Linked DNA regions of Rattus norvegicus: region 2 is linked to region 1. Evidence: chromatin contacts called from public Hi-C data. All regions are on one chromosome and are shown on one strand. Each heading gives the region's core, a stretch centred on a gene start, on an enhancer-like site or on the middle of the called end of the contact. The rest is flanking DNA. Distances are from core to core; before and after follow the strand shown.

The links. A called contact is a pair of places that touch in the nucleus more often than the background predicts.
Region 2: a contact with region 1 is called in a Hi-C map of psoas muscle, with 2.7 times the contacts expected there. The contact joins two enhancer-like sites. A contact is called at or near these places in 11 of 12 Hi-C or Micro-C datasets (the A7r5 cell line, Schwann cells, frontal cortex and 6 more).

The regions. Positions count from the first base shown.
Region 1 is chr5:51,367,920-51,372,114 of GRCr8, forward strand. It overlaps LOC134478955 (a long non-coding RNA gene), which reads right to left. Exons shown (of 5, transcript XR_010051757.1): 3 at 2,736-4,195; 4 at 202-2,229. Among named protein-coding and RNA genes, the nearest start is that of Bach2, 140 kb to the right of the region's middle. Within about 2 kb of position 2,307, at least 21 of the 93 cell types and tissues checked have an H3K27ac peak or open chromatin away from gene starts, as enhancers often do. A contact at or near this core is called in Schwann cells, where this site is marked.
Region 2 is chr5:51,751,802-51,756,112 of GRCr8, forward strand. It overlaps Bach2 (BTB domain and CNC homolog 2), which reads left to right. Exons shown (of 6, transcript NM_001135754.1): 4 at 3,269-4,311. Among named protein-coding and RNA genes, the nearest start is that of Gja10, 44 kb to the right of the region's middle. Within about 2 kb of position 2,705, at least 32 of the 93 cell types and tissues checked have an H3K27ac peak or open chromatin away from gene starts, as enhancers often do. A contact at or near this core is called in Schwann cells, where this site is marked.

The DNA of each region.
Region 1 (4,195 bases), core at 1,057-3,556:
CCCAACCCCTAGACTATACTTTTTATACATCCTGTGGGCCAATTGTCTGTGTTCTTTGACTCAAAATTATTTACAAAAAAAATTGGTGAACTAAAGCCAAAGAAATGAAAATATAACCCCATATTTCTTCTACAGAGCCCTGGAAATAATGTTCCCAAGGAAAAAACCACTAAGGTATTATTATGAAATGGAAAGACTTACCCAGGGTCGGGAAGAAGCTCGGCCGGCAGAGAGGCTCCTGCTGCAAGCTTGACAACTTGAATTTGATCCCCGGACCCACATGGTAAAAGGAAAGAGCTCCTTCCACCAGGTCTCTAACCTCCACACACACGCTGCAACAAGCGCACCTCCCTCCAAAAAATGTAAAGAGAAAAGTGTAGACAGAAAATGGAAAGTCTGTGAATTTCCATACTTTCATGCATTTGGTGGGATAGATGGATTCAGACTGTAGAGGATAGATAAGTAGATTTTCATATCACAGAATAATTTTCAAGTGAGAATGGGTATCTGAATCCTAAATTATTAATCTGTAATAGAAAGATATAGTTGTGGAACCACATACTCATTGTGAAGAGGGTCTAGCACAGAAGTCAGGAGCGCTGGCTGGGTCCAGGGTCACCCATGAGAGTCTGGAGATCCAGAACTCGGCTTTCTGAAGGGCATGGAACTGAAGGCATTGAGGAGCCCCAGCAGGTCTGGCCTCGAGCTCAGGTGATGCGAACACAGAAGGTAGACTTCGGAACATGTCACTGTAAAGCATCTCAAAATTGCTGCCAGAGCCAGATGTGGCCTGCTTAAAGAACAACAAAGCCCCAGCTATCCCGGAGCACAGATGCCGTCTCAGCAAGTTCTCACCCCGTTTGTGTTGTTACACATTTATTCACAGGACTGTTGCCCCTGGGTGGGTATCTCAGTGTGATGTCCGTGCGTTCCAAGTGTTCCCTTGCTCCCGGTCTCAAAGAGCAGGCAAGGCAACTATTTGACGGTGTTTGAGATGTATTGTGAACAATTAAAAGTAACAAGAAAAATAAGCGGCTGGACTCACACCCTGCTTCTGTCACACGTGGGAACATTGCTGAGCTCTCTGGGTCTCGATATCATCACACATAAAATTAATACAATAACAGGCCCCCCTGCTCGTGGAGTTAATGCATGGATGGTATCCGGGGTGTAGAATGTGCTCGGTAGATACTAGTCATCAGTGTAGACACTTAACTGCAAGCTAACTTAATGTGGAACATTGAAAAACTAAATGCGGATGTAGTAAAAGCACAGTGTTGCACACATATGTGTGAAAGATTCTATTTAGAAAAGAAAAAGAAAAGGAAAGGTGTGCCAAGCATGGAAACTCATGTCTGTGATCCTAGCACTTGAGAGGCTGAAGCAGGAGGATTGCCAGATGTTCGAGGCCAACTTAAGCTACATGTAGAGTTGCAGGGTAACTTGATCTGTCACACATATATGTGTACATGTACACACACACACACACACACATACATAGACACTCACACAGAGAGAGACAGACAGACAGAGACAGTGATAATAATTGTAATAAGGTCTGATTTTTACCTCAAAACATGTTAGCAAGGACTCATTTCTATAAAAGCACCCCACTATATACAGTAGATGACTTGTCCTCTTTTCTAAAAGGGATGCTTCACCTCCTCCAGGACCCAGAGAACAAGTCTGAGGGTATTGTTTCCTGAAAATGAATCCCTGGCTTAATCACGCTCAGCCCAGATAGTGGGTCAGGTGTTGCTAGGCAGAGCCCCAATAAGACACTCTGGCTTTTCTCGGGATCCTCTCCGTGTTGCTCTCAAGGACGCCATCTTGCACTAAGGCCATAACCTTTTCCCCAAAGATGTATGCTCATCACAAGAATCGGTTGTGGAATGTGTGGGTAACACACAGATGTAACCCTTAAAAATCGCCCAAGGGCCAGAGAGACTGCCTACTTCCCTCAAATAGACAAACTCCCCTTTCTTGAATGTACCTTTTTTCCTGGTTTCTTCCTTCTGATTCTAGCAGGATTCCCTCTGTGGCCAAACCCCACTCTTCTCCACAGAGGTTGCAGACTGGACCGTGTCACTTGTTTAGTGGGGTACTTAGTGGGGATTTGACAGCCATAAGGGCGCACAGGTGCACGTGTGCAGGTGGGAGCCCCTCTACAGCTCTAAAAGCAGCCGTGGCTTGCAGGGTGAGGTCCTTATTCTTCAACTCTTCATACAACTGTGGAGAGCCGAGAACAGACTCAGAGGTGAGTCACTGAAGAGTTATTCCTAAACAGCAAAGACCAACTTTTTAGTGAATTCCAAATCTTGGAGTCACCCGAGTCCAAAGAGGGAAGTCGTGAGAGTCAGGAGAGGGGGGCAGGAGGTAGTGAAAAAAATAGAAGCGACAGAAATAGGACTTCAGTGTTCTGGCTGCTCATTAGACCAGCACTGAGCTGGTGCTCATATGGCCTGAATAACTGATACTTTTTATAAGTAACTGAAGAGCTATAAAAAGCTTAGCATTTGAGAAAACAACAAACAGCTGTGGTAAATGAGCAAGAAAACGAAGAAAAAAAAAATCCAAAAGAGCAAGTAAGCATTGTCTGGGTGGCAGAAGGTCAAGCTGCTGCTTGAGGAAGTATTAAAGCTCTCCCGCACAGTTGCTACAGTGTATGGACCTCGCCCCTCCCCCTTCCCACCCCCACCCCCGCCCCCGCTAGCCACACCTCTCCCTGAACTCACCCTCCTCCCTGTCAAAGAGAAAGAACACATGCAAGTCAATAGAAGGCTGGCCGTTATTTCCTGAAAACAGCGTTTGCTAACACAGGAGGCCCAACCACGAATTAAGCAGCGTACACCTGAGGTCATGCAGACCTACAGTGCGAGCAAACCTCTCTCTGAGGTCAGCTTCCACTGCCTTCTGGATGAGCCTCACTGAACTGGGACACTCCCTCCCTCCCCCCGGGATTAGTTTATGTGCACCCTGAGATGTCATACAGTCATACAGTTCCTTTTAACAGAAAAATGTCATCTGCAGGGACCGCAGCTAGCAACGATGTGTAACGATATTCCTTCCGACTTCCTCAGCTGGCTGTTGGTAAGTTCAATGATGAGGTCACTGTCGGGTGGGGAGGAATGCAGTAAAGTGGCCAGACACCTTGACTCTGGCCTCTAAAGTCAACTCCAATGCTCACTGTTCACCACGTGAGTGTTAATCCCTTAGCACCTCAGCTTCCTCGTAGTAAATTTAGTAAGCCTGTGTTTCCTTCCTCTGGTCTCCAGTTGAATCTCAGCTTAGCTTGCTAACTAATACTTGAGAACAAACTTGAATGGCCCACAGACACCTCCCCTTGTTTCTAAGCTCTAGGCAGTAGTCTTGATAACACATCCCGAGTACTAGTTGGAAGAAATGGAAAAGGAGGTTTTTGCTTCTTATGTTATTGAAGGAAAATAATTCGGCCAAGACACATAGCAAATTAAGGACAGTGTAATGATTTGTATATGCTTGGCCCAGGGAGTGGCACTAATTGAAAGTGTGTCCACGTTGGAGTAGGTGTGTCACTGTGGGTGTGGGCCTTATCCTAGCTGCCTGGAACTCCATTAGCAGCCTTCAGATGAAGATGTAGAGCTCTCAGCTCCTCCTGCACCATGCCTGCCTGGATGCTGCCATGCTCCCACCTTGATGATAATGGACTGAACCTCTGAACCTGTAAGCCAGCCCCAATTAAATGTTGTCCTTATAAGACTTGCCTTGGTCATGGTCTGTTCACAGCAGTAAAACCCTAACTAAGACAGACAGTATACTCCAGAGAAAGACTGCAATGGGCAGGGTGAACTAAGTGCTTTGGGTTCTGTGTTGTGGGTTTTAAAACTGTTTTAATGAATATTTATTAAGTGAATGGTATATTCATGAGGTCAGGTGACTCTCTTCCAAATCATGTTAGACTGGACCTCCTTTTTAAAAAAAATCTATTCTTCTCTTTTATATAACATCCCAATAGCAGTTTTCCCTCCCTCACTCCTCCCAGTCCCTCCCCACCATCCCTACCATGCCCCAGATTCACTCCTCCATTTCCTTTCAGAAAGGAACAGGCCTCTAAGGGATATCAGCCGAGCATGGCATAGCAAGTCACAAGACCAGGCACAGACCCTCACATCAAGACTAGACAAGGTAACCCAGCAGGAGGAAAGGGTCCCAAGAG
Region 2 (4,311 bases), core at 1,455-3,954, 380 kb after region 1:
CTCTAGCTAGGTATGTCATGGTCCATAGAGAAGAACCTACTAATATGAGTCCACTAAGGGGACATGATATTAAAGTGACCTCTAATAACTTACTGCCATACCTGTAGGTCAGTGCATCTCTCAACTCTCATCAGAGAAGTTTCTTCTTGCAACAGATGGTGATTAACACAGAGACACACAGCTGGTCTCGACATACCAAAAAAATAAGAGACTTCAGAGTTCCGAGCCCCAAACGGGACTTCTGTATCTTGCCCCTCCTTCCAGGGGCTAAGGATCTTCATGGAACATGGGGTGGGAAGGCTGTAAGAGCCCCCAGATGATGGATGACTTCAAGGAAACAGTGTTTTCCAGACACAAGAAGACATTGCACATTTATAACAGCATGAACAAAACCTGGGCAAGACCAAATCAGACAAAGTCCAAGCATGGGGGGAGCACAAAGTCCTACCCCTCCCTGAGGAGCTATTGGTATTTGATGGCTACTCAGAGAAGGAGAGTCGGGTTTCTTTAGTGGTCACTAATAGGTCAACCATACATCTTAGCAGGCTCAAAGCAACAAAAATTGGACATTTTTGGTGGTGGTGGTGGTGGTGGTGGTGGTGGTGGTGGTGGTGGTGGTGGTCGGGGTGAGGTTTGCTTTTAAGAGTGGAGTAGAGGAAAACAAGAAATTGAGTAGGAGGGAAGTTAGTAGAGGAGGACCTAGGACAGCAGTCTCAACATGTGGGTCACAGTCCTTTTGGGGTCACATATCAGATACCCAGCAAATCAGATATTTGCATTGCAATCCATAGCAGCCACGAAATTACAGTTATGAAGTAACAATGAAACAGTGTTAGGGGTGGGGCTCAGCACAGCATAAGGAATCGAATGAAAGGGTCTCTGCGTCAGGAAGGTTGAGAGCCACTGCTCTGGGAGGAGTTGGTGGAGGAGGGGAATATGATCCAAGTACATCGTATGAAATTCACAAAGAACTAATAAAAATACTACTTTCGTAAAGAAGAGGCAGAACCAGGCCATGTGTGGTGATGTACCAATATAATTCTAGAATTTGGAAGGTAGAAGCAGAAAAATTAAAAAGACAGGCTGGGCTGTAGAGTGAGACCACCCACCTGGAGAGAGGCCGGGGAAAGAATATATAAGAACATGGCCAGGCTGACCTCTGTCTAATTTCAAACAACCCTCTCAGCTTTTCAGGTAGCTAGAACTGTAAGGCATGTGTCACCAAAACTGTAAGGTATTTTTTGACTTCCATAAATAATGTTCACATTTCAGTATTGGACACATCGGATTATATTTAATTTGCTTGGGCAATGTGAACGTATTACCAATGCTAATTCTTCTAGCCCGCATATACAGAATGTCCTTCTGTTTGTCTCTGTCTCCAACTTCTCTCTTCAGTGTTTTATCGTTTTCCACTGTAGATATCTTTAACCTCGTTGGTTAGATTTCCACTTAAGACAGTTCCCTGCTACTACATAAAAGTGCTGTTCTCTTTTTATATGTTGATTTTTGGGTCTAATAACTTTAGTTTTAGTTCATGATCATGAATGGTGGACTCTTCAGGGTTACCTATTTTTAAAAATCATGTCATCCGAAAGTAGTAACAATTTAACTTCTCCCTTTCTTGCCTTTAATTCAATTCCTCCCTCCGCATGGGATTCCCTCTGTCTTTCTTCCAAATCTGCTTGTTGCTGATGGCTAAATTCCTCTGAACTCATTATCTAACAGATTATTTTTAGTTGCATTTTTATCAAGTACTGCCACAATATCAACATGTAAGACGCCATTCAGTGGAGAATCCAGGACCTTTGCTCTTTGGCTACAAGAGTTTTGAGGACTACGTGTTGAATCTTGTGCGACAGAGACAGGTGTTTTAATGAGCTTGGGCCCCCTGTGCTGCAGGAAGTTTAAGACATGCAGAAGTCAGCCAATCAGCTTTCCATCTCCTTCCTACTCCCTCCCTCTTTTAATCACTCCCACTGTAGCTGCAGCTAGTCCCGGGAATGCTACCCTTGTTTGATGTGTTCCCATGATTTGTAGATCTGTCTCCCTTTTCTCCTGGGATCAGCAGCAGTGTTCAGAAGGATCTACAGGAAATCGAATAGTGTATGCAGGGTAAGGAAGCCTACCCTGACTCCCACAGTTTAGAAATTTCTATCTTAAAAAAAAAAAATGAAGAAGGTAAGTTAGTCACAGGCAAGATACTTTCAATTGTCCAGTCATGCCTTGTGTGTGCCTGTGTACACAGGTATGTGGAAGCTGTGTGCAAGTACATTTTCAATCCTTAAAACACCCTGGAGAAGCAGCAAGACAGTAGGCTGAGCCACAGAAGGTCTTAGACATCTCCATGGCAAAGCTGCTGCTAACAATTAGGGAAGGAACACCCCTGTCCTTTGCTACTTGGAGGCTACAACTACTGAAATGACAGAAGATTGTGTAGATCTCACTCTCACCCCTAATCCTTTTGAACCAAGGGTTAATTTCTTGTTAACACTCGTCATAAGATCATAAGATCAGGTGTGACGTGCTGATTAAAAATCCCAAGTGGGGCCAGGCACAGTGGCGCACGCCTTTAATCCAGCACTTGGGGGATAGAGGTAGGCAGGTCTCTGTTGCATTTGAGGACGGTCTGGTCTACAGAGTGACTGTCAGGACAGCCAGGCTATATAGTGAGACCTTGTCTGGGGAAAAAAAAAAAAAAAAGTAGACAATCCCAAATGAAAGCTGTAAAGGGTGAGCAAAAGAGGGTTTTTTTTTTTTCAATGTTCCTTAACAGTATATAGAAAAGCCCCACAGACACTGAGTTTCTTGACAGGGCCTTCCTGTCATTTCTGTGGTTGACAAGAAAACGATAGTGCTGTCTTTGGTGTGAGAGAGCTTCAAGAAGAGCTACAGCGCCCCCTCTTGTGTAGAATGGCTCTCGACAGGATGGACGGGGGACAGAAACTAATAGGCTTCCCATTGTTCCTGGCATTTTTGCCAGGGTATTTCATTAGTGTAAACAATGAACCCTTTGTCATCTCACCTCGCCACTTGACCTTGGTGATTCTCAATTCTGCCGGTGCCGTGAGGTACGGAGGTGGCCGGCACGAGGCCGCCACTCATTATTGGAAGCAGAGACCTTGCTGACCCAGTATGAGATTAACTTCTCCTTTGCACTTTTTATTCTAGGGCACGAGCACTGTCTGGTTATCTGGCTTTGGTTGAGAAATTCGGGACAATAGCAGTGCTGATGGTAATGTTGGCAACTCCCCTGTTTGTTTTGCAGGTCACGGCCAGGGGCTTTGGGCCGCTGCTACAGTTTGCCTACACTGCCAAGCTGTTACTCAGCAGAGAGAACATCCGCGAGGTCATCCGCTGTGCCGAGTTCCTGCGCATGCACAATCTGGAGGACTCCTGCTTCAGCTTCCTGCAGACCCAGCTCCTGAACAGGGAGGATGGTCTGTTCGTATGTCGGAAGGACAGTGCGTGCCAGCGCCCCCAGGAGGACCATGGGAACTCTGCAGGAGAAGAGGAGGAGGAGGAAGAGACGATGGACTCAGAGACAGCCAGGATGGCTTGCGCCACAGACCAGATGCTCCCAGACCCCATCAGCTTCGAGGCCACTGCCATCCCAGTAGCAGAGAAAGAAGAAGCCTTGCTTCCTGAGTCTGAGGTACCCACAGATACCAAGGAAAACTCAGAAAAGGGTGCACTGACCCAGTACCCTCGATATAAGAAGTACCAGCTCGCGTGTACCAAGAATGTCTACAGCGCAGCCTCACACGGTACCTCAGGGTTTGCAGGCACATTCAGTGAAGAGAGTCCTGGCAATAGCCTCAAACCAGGGCTCTCCGTGGGACAGATTAAAAGTGAGCCACCCAACGAGGAGACGGAGGAGGAGAGCATCACACTCTGCCTGTCAGGAGATGAAACTGACATCAAAGACAGACCAGGAGATGTCGAGATGGACCGGAAACAACCGAGCCCTGCCCCTCCTCCCGGTACCCCTACTGGAGCCACCAGCCTGGACAGATCCAGGAGTGTGTCCTCACCTTCCTGTCTGCGGTCTCTGTTCAGTATAGCAAAAGGCGTGGAGTCGACTGGCCTACCTAGTACATCTCAGCAACACTTTGTCAGGAGTTCAGCATGCCCTTTCAACAAGGGGATCTCTCAGGGTGACCTTAAAACTGATTACACCCCTTTGGCAGGGAACTACGGACAGCCCCACGTGGGCCAGAAGGATGTGTCCAACTTCGCAATGGGGTCGCCACTCAGGGGGCCCGGGCCGGAGACTCTTTGTAAACAGGAGGGAGAGCTGGACCGCAGGAG